2 separate regions of the Mus musculus genome follow, and region 2 is linked to region 1. The links are chromatin contacts, called in public HiChIP or PLAC-seq maps. All regions are on one chromosome and are shown on one strand. Each heading gives the region's core, a stretch centred on a gene start, on an enhancer-like site or on the middle of the called end of the contact. The rest is flanking DNA. Distances are from core to core; before and after follow the strand shown.

Evidence for each region. HiChIP or PLAC-seq counts read pairs in DNA pulled down with a chosen protein or histone mark.
Region 2: a contact with region 1 is called in an H3K4me3 HiChIP or PLAC-seq map of embryonic forebrain, with 5 times the contacts expected there. The contact joins the promoter of Hoxb7 here to the enhancer-like site in region 1. A contact is called at or near these places in 5 of 39 promoter capture datasets (cranial neural crest, embryonic stem cells, frontonasal cranial neural crest and 1 more), 12 of 484 Hi-C or Micro-C datasets (CD4 single positive thymocytes, the G1E-ER4 cell line, cardiomyocytes and 7 more), 12 of 115 datasets of contacts at active chromatin or transcription factors (T-cell acute lymphoblastic leukemia, craniofacial prominence, embryonic basal ganglia and 9 more) and 2 of 9 other capture datasets (adipose tissue and macrophages).

The regions. Positions count from the first base shown.
Region 1 is chr11:96,896,442-96,902,581 of GRCm38.p6, forward strand. It overlaps Gm38961 (a long non-coding RNA gene), which reads right to left and starts at 6,093. Exons shown (of 3, transcript XR_880184.2): 1 at 5,843-6,093; 2 at 3,793-3,910. RefSeq lists an enhancer at 5,272-6,140. Within about 2 kb of position 3,135, at least 38 of the 459 cell types and tissues checked have an H3K27ac peak or open chromatin away from gene starts, as enhancers often do. A contact at or near this core is called in craniofacial prominence, embryonic forebrain, embryonic stem cells and 1 more, where this site is marked.
Region 2 is chr11:96,283,715-96,289,152 of GRCm38.p6, forward strand. It overlaps Hoxb7 (homeobox B7), which reads left to right and starts at 2,932. Exons shown (of 2, transcript NM_010460.2): 1 at 2,932-3,413. The coding sequence starts at 3,014. Hoxb8 (homeobox B8) reads left to right here. Exons shown (of 2, transcript NM_010461.2): 2 at 449-1,611. The coding sequence ends at 756.

The DNA of each region.
Region 1 (6,140 bases), core at 1,885-4,384:
CCTCTGACCCTCTCATGCTCTTCGTCTCACACACACACACACACACACACACACACACACACACACACACATGGAATGCTCAAAGAAGATCTTTAGCATTTTTCTGTTTCACAGACGAAAGTGAAGTTTAGGAAAACAAGACCAGCTAGATCCTAGAGCTTAAGATGTGGAAGAGGAGTCTTCCAGGAGCTCCATCCCTGAGCTCCATTCAGGCTGCTTCTCACCACCAGACCGCATAGGAGAGGCCCTTTCTCTCTTGCTCCTTGACTCAGCCCTGCCTCCCATATTCTTTGTGCTCCCAGCTGGGGACATGGGTACCCGTCCTGGGCTCTGGGTCCTGTCTGCAGAGGAGAGCCCGGTTCTTTTCTTCTTCAGGGCATCACAGAAGGCAGTAAAGGGAGCAGGGACTAAGATTCAGGGCCCATAATTCAGTGGTGATCAGCTTTGGAGGAGGCACTGGGACAAGGATATTAATAACTGTGCACTGGGAACAAACACGTGGTGCTCACATAAAACATGGGCTGGTTGTGTTGTTGGTTATTGTCGTCTTCTTTCTTCGGGAGCGAACAGGGCCACAGGGCATTAAATTATCTCTTGAGATGATGCCAGTAGTAAGTCGGGCAGATTAGAAGCACCGTTTGGCACTGCCCACCAGCTCACCTCTGACCTTTCCAACCCATCTTTGGCCTGGTCCTGTTTTGTATTGCGCCAGTTCCTCCCTTCTGGGCTAGCTGTGTTCATCATTAAGAGCCTCCGTCTACATGGACAAAATGGGCGATTTCCCATCACCCAAACAAGAGTTACTGTGTGTTATTTCTTACCCCAAATCAGAATACGCGTCCAGCGTGGGAGGGAGAAGGATTCTTAGGGACAAAGGTTTGGAATATTTGGAATGAGCACAGTTCTGGAAATGAGATCCACAGAGATGTGATGAGAAATCAATACAACTACTGACCCTTGTGTGGCAGGGCCAGTGGTCAGGTTCTTTTCTGAGTGTTTTCCCAGGCGGGAGTTGTGGAGCCTCTCACCTTAGGCAGTAGCTACTCTGATTCTTAGTTGCTTCTAACCTGAGGAGAGCCACACTCACAGCCAGAAGTGAAGAGCCCAAGGTGTGGTTCATCCAGGCTGGCCAGCCGTGCTGGTCTATGTTTCCACCCACTGGATGACCTGGAATACGTTTCTCTAGGGAAGGAACCTTATTTGTAATTATCGAGAGTGTCCTGGCTTGATTGACAATATGAAGCATCAGAGCTCCTTCCTGCGCTCAGAGGAAATGGCTCTGGAGGTAACAGTATAGCTCTGCCCCACGCACCCGGGCATGCACATCCACACTCGGGAACACAAGATAAATAGAATTATCACTGAAAATGCTTTTTAAAAAAAAAACTATGCTTACATATATGTCTGTCTAAAAGACATAGAGGCCAGAGGTGTGCATTCTTCCTGGACAAAAAGTTACAGGCAGTTACAGGGAGCTGTCTGGTGTAGGTAATAGGGATTGAACTCAGGCCTCTGGGAGAGCACGCAGTACTCTTAACTACAGAGCCATCTTTTCAGCCCAAAACGTTTTTTTTTTTTTTAATCCTTTTTTAATTAGCTATTTTCTTCATTTACATTTCAAATGCTATCCCGAAATTCCCCTATACCCTCTCCTTACCCTGCCCCCCAAAATGTTTTCTTTTGTTTAGTTTTCCCTAAAGAATTTGCTCCTAAGGGACAGCTGCAGCTTGGGGTGGGGGTGGGGGATGTGCGTCTCTGAGAGGTGAGCACTGCAGGACCTGGCTTGTACATGAATACACTACCACGTGCGGCTCTCATTCCCACTTAAAGGTGAGCATGCCACGCAGGAGATATCTCAAGCCAGGCATTGGTCACAGAGATGCAGGAAGTTAGGGCATTTTCACTGCAAACAAAATTAGCAGCCTCTTTTGAAAGACTCCTAGAGATATTCTCAATAGGAGACCCTACCTAAGGTCATGGGCAGAAACCTGCTCTGTTGCTATGGTAACCTTTCTTGAGGCAGGGTCTTATGGAGCCCAGGCTGGGCTCTAACTTAAGCATCCTAGGATGATGTCAATTTGAACTTCTGATCCTCCTGCCTCCACCTCCCAAGTGCTGGGATTACAGGCATGTACCACTATGCCCAGCTATTTTAACATTTTTATCTTAAAATATTTCTCCATTAAAAAAATACACTGCCAGGGGGCTGGAGAGATGGCTCAGTAGTTAAGAGCACTGGCTGCTCTTCCAGAGGTCCTGAGTTCAGTTCCCAGAGACCACATGGTGGCTCACAACCATTTGTAATGGGATCTAATGGAACCTTCTAGTGTGTCTGAAGTCAGCTATAGTGTGTACTCATACACAAAATAAAGAAATCTTTTAAAAAGTTACATTATATATGATATATGTAATTTTATTATATATATGTATGTATGTGTGTATATATATGTGTGTGTTTGTGTATATATATACATATATATATATATATATATATATATATAGAGAGAGAGAGAGAGAGAGAGAGAGAGAGGATATATATGTATAGATCCTCTATGTCTGTAACTTTCACAACAAATGTTAGTTATACTGGAGTTTGATTTTCAGCTGATAGGAGGCTTCAAAAGACCCTGGATTGATCGAGGGCTCTTTCTTCTCCATGTCCCTATATTTTTCTCCTTTTTTTTTTTTTTTTTTTCCTTTCCAACTTCAAAAGCAAGCAAAGCCCAGCTTCAAAGGCAAGGCTGACTATGCAGACCCCACTACCCTTTAGAGTTTCTCAGCTTCCCTGCCAAGACTTTATAGTTGTTATAGCTCAGGCTTTCACTCAACCAAGCTCCCGTACAGGAGGCTAACCATTTCTAAGTTGCCCGGACTCCTAAGTGTGGGATTCTGGGCCCTGAGACCCAGCCTGAGAGAGGCAGAGACAGGGGAGACACAAGGAGTCATTTAATTCTACATTAAAAAAGACGGTCCCCTCCCCGCGCACATCCCTCCTCCTCCTCCCGCCCCAGCTCCCTTCCAATCACATCAGAGACCCCAGAGGGGGCTTGACCTCTGTCCTCCAGGGAGGTCAGCTGGAGTGACCCTGTCTGTGTGTAGGATCCCGTGAGAGAGACCCAGCTGCAGACCCTGGAGGGCTGAAGCACACCCTGAAACGGGGCCGGGGTCACTGAGGGCAGCCTAGGCAGAGGGAGGGGCTCCGCTGGCCCTTTGTGAGCAGAGGAACAGGCGGAGATTCGTTCCACAGGCAGTGCCTGTGTCTCCAGAGAAAAGGCCTATTATGGACCGGCTAAAAATACAGGGCACAACCCACCCCACCCCACCTCCCCTTTTATTGCCATGGAGATGAAGGGTGGGCTCTGGATGGTAGAGAGCCAAAGAGGGGAAAGAAAGGCAGGTGAGGAAGGGGAGGAGATGGGAGAGAGAAGTGGAGAAGCCAGCGGGAGGGGGTCAGGGGGAGAGGCAGGATCTACTAGAGTGGCTGGTGGGGGGTCCCCAAGTTTCCCCTTTTCCCCTCCGCATCCTGCCTGCTGGGTCAGACACTGCCTGGGGTCTGTGAGGGCAAAGAATGGCTTGTTCACTACTCTGTAGCTAGGCCTGTGACCTTTGAGATGATGGGAATGAATAGGCAAAGTGGCTACATGGCAGACAGCTGACAAACAGCTGCCAGGCTTCACCCGGCTCCTACACACACCAAGTGTCCCAAATCACTGACTCTTCAAGGCATCTGACCCCCACCCATCTTCTGAACATCCACAAACATTGATATGATGTCAGCTAAGTTCCGCTTACCTGTGCCTTTCTGAGGTATCTTCCGTTCTCAGAGAGGGCGTCCTTCTATGAGGTGCAAATATGTCTCCTGCTGTTACATGAACCCCATGGGGCCTCCACAGTGAGATAAGCTGGGTCCCTAACATAAAAAATGACCAAAGTTTGGCAGTTCTTGAAATGAAGTATTTGGGGGGGAAAAAGCTACCGGGAAGACCATGGCTGGGGGTGGGGAGCCGTAGTCCACAGTTGAGAAAGTATCAAAGGTTAGTAAAAGTTCTGGAGTGAGAAGTGATTGTGGCCATTATCACATATGGCCTAAACACCTTGGTGGGCCACAGGGAAGCTGTCTGAAGATGCCAGGATCCTGGGCACTGCTTCAGTGTGAACACAGAAAGTCCTGGGCAAGGACTTCATACATTTCACCAACTGGATGTTCAGGTAAGTGTGCAGGCCAATGGACAGGGACAGAATCCACTTAGAACTTGCTCAAGGATCATGGCTGCTCTGCAGTTCTGGGCCTGAAGAGCCTTTCTGCGAGTTAGAAAAGCCTCTGTGATCTCAACTGGGATAGCTAGCATCTAGCCTCTTCCTCTTATTGGAGGTGGAAGAGAAGGTGATACTCAGGCTGATATCGAGGGTGTCCCAGTCTGGAGATATTCAAGGATTCATAAGTGACAGTGATCTCCCACTAGCAAGAGGACAAACTCTCGCCTGCTCTCTGGGAAGCCCACATGGGAAGCCTCAGGGAAAACTATGGCCTCCAAAGGACTTGTAGCAAGGTGTGGCAAGCTGGCACATGGAAAGTAGGGGAGGAAAAGGTAGAAAATGTAAACTTGGAGAAAACACTCAGTCTCTCTTCCCTCTGTTTCTCCCCTGGGTCCCACTGTCTGGAGAGGCCGAGGAGGCAGGCTCCTTGGGCAAGAGCAGATACGGTGTTCGGGAAGAAGCAGAGATGAGCTGGTCCCTGTGGGTGTGGGACCAGCAGCATCCTGTGCTCTGGGTTTAAGAGCGCCAGGTGCCCGCAGGTGTTGGGGAAGGCCTTCTTGCATCTGGAGGGGTTCTAAGGCTCCCGGGCTGTCAAGAAAGGCAGGCAGCTCTGCTATTTGCCCCTTCTCATTTAACACCAAGGCTTCTGCCCAAATGCTAGCGCCCAGATTGTATTTATGACTGTTTTAAGAAGGAGTGACAGAGCCTTTTAATATCCCTGACAGCCCAGGATGTTTTAATAGATGGTGGAGCTGGGGCTTCTGGAGTTAAGAAAAGAGAGAGGAGCGGCCAAGGGAGCTGTCAGGCCTGGTTTCTATGACAGACCCACTGATCGACTGGACGACAAAATAAAATACGGGGCCGTGTCTCTCCTCGGCCCCGTCAGGTTGACAGACAGTCTGTCACCACTGCATGTCATCTTTCACCTCCTAATCACTCAGGCTGAGAGGAAACCTGTGTTTAACAAGGAGTCCCTACAGTATTTCCTCCTCAAATGCTACCTTAAAGGCAGGCTTCTCTTTCAAACAGCCCGCAACTCCAAGCGCCAGTAGGCAGTTTTATTTATTTATTTATTTATTTATTTATTTATTTATTTATTTATTTATATTGGATTTCAAACAGGTCACTCTTCTATAGAGAGCCTTGACTCAGTGCTGGGTTTGAACCTAGGGCCTCTGGCCCGTTGGGCAGGTGCTCTACATAGAACTGAACTACAGCCCCAAGCCTTCAGGGCAGCTGTTGGAGAGAGCCGAGAAGAGGCTGGACAGGACAGCTAGATGTGTTCTGAAAAGGCACAGTGGAAAGTGACAATGTCATAAAGCAGCAAGGACACCATTGACCTGAATGCCCATGGAGAGTCACGTGACATTTTATATTGCGTACAACTTACATCAAAACGGAAGCCTGCTGATGGAATAAACCTGGGGGGGGGGGGCTTCCCTCCCTCTCAGGGTCTGCATTTGGCCATGTATGCCTATGACCTGTGTACCCTGCAGCAAGGCCCTCCCAGGGCCTCTCTAGAGACACACTCAAACCCTCTGCCCACTGCCCCACCCCCACACCGTTAGGTCTCTTTCTCACCTACCTGGTTAATAGGTCTCAAGGATAGTTTGGGAGTCATGTACTTGGAGTCTCTCAAGGCCTCTTTCCAGACCCGGGTTTGGAACTGGTCTAATTAGCAACTAACTTAGACACGGTGGGTGGCTACTTTTGCCCCAATCCCAGCATGTGCTTAAAGGTCAGGGTTAGGGATTCTCTTAACTACTACGACTTCTCTTCCTCCTCATCCTCCTCTTCCTCTTCCTCCTCCTTTTCCTCCTTCTCTTCCTCCTTTCCCTTCTCTCTTCCTCCTTCTCCTCTTCCCCCTTCTCCTCTTCCTCCTT
Region 2 (5,438 bases), core at 1,682-4,181, 610 kb before region 1:
GGGTGTGGGGGCGCTCAACGTTTGCACTTCTCAATTGCTTTATAGTTTAATTACCCTGAAGAAACTTTTCTTCTGGGGCAGAGGCTCTGGGGGCTTTTCAAGGTGGGTTCGAGGTCCCCACTCTGGCTTTTTAGTCTTACTCCCCCCTCCACATCCACCCTCTTAAACTTTATGGCACTTTTAATGTATCTGAACCCCCTATTCTGGTTCTAGTTACCAGAGAAGGGGCTCCTCCTTTATGGCCCCTGCAGATTCAGGGCTGTCTAGTCCCCCCTCGCCCCCCCCCCCGCTGACCGCGTCTTCCGCGCTCCCCCTCCCGCCCCCGCATAAGGGTCCCCTGCCCTTATTATCCTGGTCTCCTAGGCTGGTTCACGAATCTTCCAACCTTCTCTGTCTCTTCCCCCTCCCCCACCCTCCCCTCTGTCTCGCCCTTTTCCCCCATTCCCAGCAGCCGCCGGACGCAGGCGAGGCCGCCAGACCTACAGTCGCTACCAGACCCTGGAGCTGGAGAAGGAGTTCCTATTTAATCCCTATCTGACTCGCAAGCGGAGGATCGAGGTATCGCACGCGCTGGGACTGACAGAGAGACAGGTCAAAATCTGGTTCCAGAATCGGAGAATGAAGTGGAAAAAGGAGAACAACAAAGACAAGTTTCCCAGCAGTAAATGCGAGCAGGAGGAGCTGGAGAAAGAGAAGCTGGAGCGGGCACCAGAGACCGCCGAGCAGGGCGATGCGCAGAAGGGTGACAAGAAGTAGGCTCCAGCTGGGACTGCTCGGGCCCGGACTAGCCCGCACGTCCGCCGGTCCCCCCCGCGACCACGCCGCCGCCGCCCGCCCCCCGCCTCCGAGAGCTCCGGCCCCGCGAGCGGAGCCAGGAGCTGGGCCTCCCACAGCAGCGTCCCCCGCCGCGCCAGTCCCCGCTAGTGGTAGTATCTCGTAATAGCTTCTGTGTGTGAGCTACCGTGGATCTCCTTCCCTTCTCTTGGGGGTCCGGGGGGAAAAAAAGAAAAGGATTTTAAGCAAGGACTCCCTCGTCCTGCGAGGGTGATCGACTGCGGCCTGGCAGAACCCCCTCGCCCCCGCCCCATGTAAAAAAGCCTCCTTGTGCAATGGTCTGTTTCCTTTGAACGTGCTTCTTTGTAATGACCGAGGTACCGATTTCTGCTAAGTTTTCCCAACAACATGAAACTGCCTATTCACGCCGTAATTCTTTCTGTCTCCCGCTCACTTTCTCTCTTTCTCTCGCTCTCTTTCTCTCACCGCGTCCCCATCTTTCCTCGCAACCCCCTCTCCCCGCTGCCCTCCCTAGCTGGCTTTCTCTCTTGCTTCTCTCTTTTCCTCCTGTCCCCCCACCCCCACCCCCTTTGGTTTGACAATTTTGTCTTAAGTGTTTCTCAAAAGAGATTACTTTAGTTAGCATGCGCGCTGTGAGCATTGTTAAAAGTGTTCTTAGGTTTACTGTGAAGAGAATGTATCCTGTATCTGTGAATTGCTTTATGGGGGGGAGGGAGGGCTAATTATATATTTTGTTGTTCCTCTATACTTTGTTCTGTTGTCTGCGCCTGAAAAGGGCGGAAGAGTTACAATAAAGTTTACAAGCGAGAACCCGAGACTGGCCCGGGCCGCCGCTCCTCATTCGCTCCTAGGCGCCTTGCAGGGCTGGGGGTGGGGGGGAGCTGGTCAGCAGGCTCCTGGGCTGGCCTAGGCTAGGTCGCTGAGAGGAGGGGGCGGGGGCGGGGGCTGGAAGCAGGTGGTGCGAGTCCCTGGGCCCAGGGGCGCAGGGGGTGAGGGAGGCGGCTGAACGTGATTGGAGGAGAGAGGATCGAGGGAGGGGAGCCAAGAGAAACCCCCTCCCCTTGCATTCTGAGGCTGAAGGACCAGGGAGACTCCAGCGCCCAGGCCGCTCTTGGGAAGAGATCTACCCAGGCTGGTGGCTAGTGTCCCCCGCCGCTTTTCTCTTTGTTTCCGTGTGTGTGTGTGTGTGTGTGTGTGTGTGTGTGTGTGTGTGTGTGTGTTTGGGGGGGGGGGTACGGGGGGGTGAGAAAGATGCAGCGCAAGACTTCTGAGTTTCTATTTCCATTTTTTCCTTGGACTCAGGTTGGGGAAACAGGAGCAGAGGGAAGCGGTTCCTCCCTACCTCCCCTCTCTGGGACGTCGTCACTTTCTCCCAGTTTCTAGGCCTCGGCTTGCCGCAGCCTTCCTTCCTTCGTTGCTTCTGCCTTCCTGGCAGCCACGCTCCAGTGAGTGAGGCATCCGCCTTCCGGAACCGGGAAAGCAGCGAGCCGGACCCAAGCCTCCTTCCTCCCTTCCTTTTTCTCCCAGCCCCCATTCCATTCTTTTTAAATTTTGTATATCTTTTTATTGTCATCAGAAATCTCAGCGTCCAACGCCTTATTGGGTTGGATCTCTGCCTTAGGGACGCCTTGGTCACATCTAGTTACTACAACTGGGGCACTAAGACAACCGGGAGGCCAGGCTCGCCTCCTCTTGGGAGAAGAGCAGCAGCTCGGATGAATTAACCCAAATTAATAAATATTCGGCCAGCACCCACCCACCAAGTTGCGAACATTCAATCCCTGCGTCTCTCTCGCTCTGTAACCGGCTGGGGGAAATGGGTGGGGGATGACAACACGGTTCCCTCAGAGGTTATTTATTTTCTCTTCCACTCAATTCCTTCTTCCCCAAATCTCGCCTGCAAGCTGCCTCCAGCCCGCGGGGGTCGACAGCGGCCCTTAAGCCCCCAGCCCCAATCCGCAGAGCTCGGCCTTCCCATTCATTATTGATCATATTTTATAAATCCAACGCCACACAATTTTTTCCACATTACTGGGAGCCTCCGGGAGGCCGTCATACCATTGGCCGAGGGGATATCACGTGGGCCGGGGTCACGTGGTCAGAAGAGGAAAAAGGGGGTCCTTTTGGTGTAAATCTGGACTCTAATTCTGTAATATATCAAGGAATCTCGTAAAACCGACACTAAAACGTCCCCGACTACAAATCATCCGGCCAAATTATGAGTTCATTGTATTATGCGAATGCTTTATTTTCTAAATATCCAGCCGCAAGTTCGGTTTTCGCTCCAGGAGCCTTCCCCGAACAAACTTCTTGCGCCTTTGCTTCCAACCCCCAGCGCCCGGGCTATGGAGCAGGTCCGGGCGCTCCTTTCTCCGCCTCGGTGCAGGGTCTGTACTCCGGCGGGGGGGCCATGGCGGGCCAGAGCGCGGCTGGCGTCTATGCGGCCGGCTACGGGCTCGAACCGAGTTCCTTCAACATGCACTGCGCGCCCTTTGAGCAGAACCTCTCCGGGGTGTGTCCGGGCGACCCCGCCAAGGCGGCTGGCGCCAAGGAGCAGAGGGACTCGGACTTGGCGGCCGAGAGTAACTTCCGGATCTACCCCTGGATGCGAAGCTCAGGTAAAGCCGCGCTCTGAGCGGTCCCGAGCCGCAGTGTCCGGGCCACGGTCCCCAGAAGGGCTCCCTTCCGGCCAGGGCACCCTTCTCTGTGTCCAGGTTATTCCCGGCTGCAGATCGGCCATTGCCACGCCGTTTAAGTCTGGGCTGGGACCACGCGCGCCACCCCCACTCCCAGTTTTGCTCAGTGCTCTCAGGCCCTAGCGGATCTCTTTTTGCCGACGCCACAGAGCTCAAAGCCCCCAGCCCGCCCCCAACCCTTCCTCCCGGCCTTTTAGCTTTAAATATTTATCAGCAGCGCCGGCACGGGCTGGAGACGAGGCCGTTTGTCTTGCCTAGAAAGGCTGGGGTTTGCAGAGAATAGCCATTAGGGTCTTTCTCTTCTCTCTCCCCCCTTCCCTGCCTGAGAGCTCAGTTCTGGGTGTGTCCCCCCAGCCCTAGCTTGGGCAAGATATGGAGGAGGGGGCCATGGCGCTAAGCGATTCTCCCCTCCCCCTTCCTTTCTAGCCAACCCCGCTCCCCCATTATTCCCATCAGGACAATTAGAGGTGGGCTCTAGAGGCCTGGTGGGATGGGGGAGAGGAAACAGAAGAGATGAGGACCCAGACAGGGACACAGAGTCAAAGAGTGGTGAAGGAGTTAGTCTGAGACCCAGAGCGATGAGTCTACTGACCCCCACCTCCTGATGGACTTAGAAGGCCCGTCAGCTCCCCAGGAGAGCATAGGTTGTTTGTTATTTTTTTTTTCCAGGTGTCTTTCCAAGGGCTCTGTGGGCCCCTGAGGAACAGCCAAGTTTGGTGGTATCACTCCAGAAAGATGACTCTCCTCTTGGGGAGGGCTAGGACTCTTCAGAACCAAATCAAGATTTAGGGAGTGCACGATGCTTTAAGAACCATAGGTTTTCTTCCCTCAGGTCTCCTTCACAGCTTCCTCGCACACCTTTTACATTTCCCCGAGGCAGGTGGGCTTGGGAGCCAACTCCAAGGCTCAGAAGACCCAACCGGGCCAGAGACTCCTATACTCATGGGCTTGGGGGCCACGAGGAAACCATTTCTTGACTATTGTTCTTCACGGTTCCTGTTACCTACCCTGTAATTGAACTGACCTTCCAGTTGGTTTATCAAAGTCCCTCCCCCCCCCCACCTCGTAAATATTTCAGCTTGGCTTATAGCTGACTTGAAATTAAGGTCCTTAGCCTCTCTCCCCTCTCCTGTCTCCTTCCCAAGAGGGCGGATACCAGCATCTCCCCAGTCTCCTTGGGGTTCTGAGCCTATGCTGGGAGTTCTCAGATACCCTTTTGCCCCACCATAGGAATCTTCACCTTGCTCTCTCTCGTAGACTCTGGTCATTCTTTTCTTCCTTGCAGTCCTGGAGGCCCAAATATTGCTTCAGACAAGTAGGTTTCATGTGCAGGAAGGCAGGCAGTAGTCAGACCTTGCTTGATACTTACTGGGAAGGAATCATCAGAGCCAAGTTCTGTCAGTCTACTAATGCCAAGGTCCAAGGAAATAATGTCCTTGTCTCTTCCCCATTCCACAACAAGTTTGGGTGGGGACTGGGCCTATGGCTCCTTTTATTTCTGTTCTTCTCAGACTAGGCCTGGAGCCCCACTCTAGGGACACTAATATGGTTTCCAGAGCCCTGTACCTCAAAGGCCACCTGAATGGGGAAAGGGTAGACTTGGTGCCCCTGACCTTAGAGAGTGACTGATGACAGAATTTGCTCTCTTTCTGTGTTAGCCCCTTTGGAATAGAGTCTCAGGGAGCCAGCAGCTGAGAACTACCTGGTTTTCAGAAGCTCCTGGCAGAGCAAAACCACCCTTCATGGATGACAGGACTACCTGGTGTGCTGGGGCTGGCCTGGGAACCCAGCACTTAGTACTTGGGGCTGAATCAGGAGGATGGCTGCTAGTGTGAAACCAGCCAGAGGCTCCATAGCATGACCCAGCTTGAAAAACAGAACAACTCTTATGGACACACACACACTCTCTCTCTCTCTCTCTCTCTCTCTCTCTCTCTCTCTCTCTCT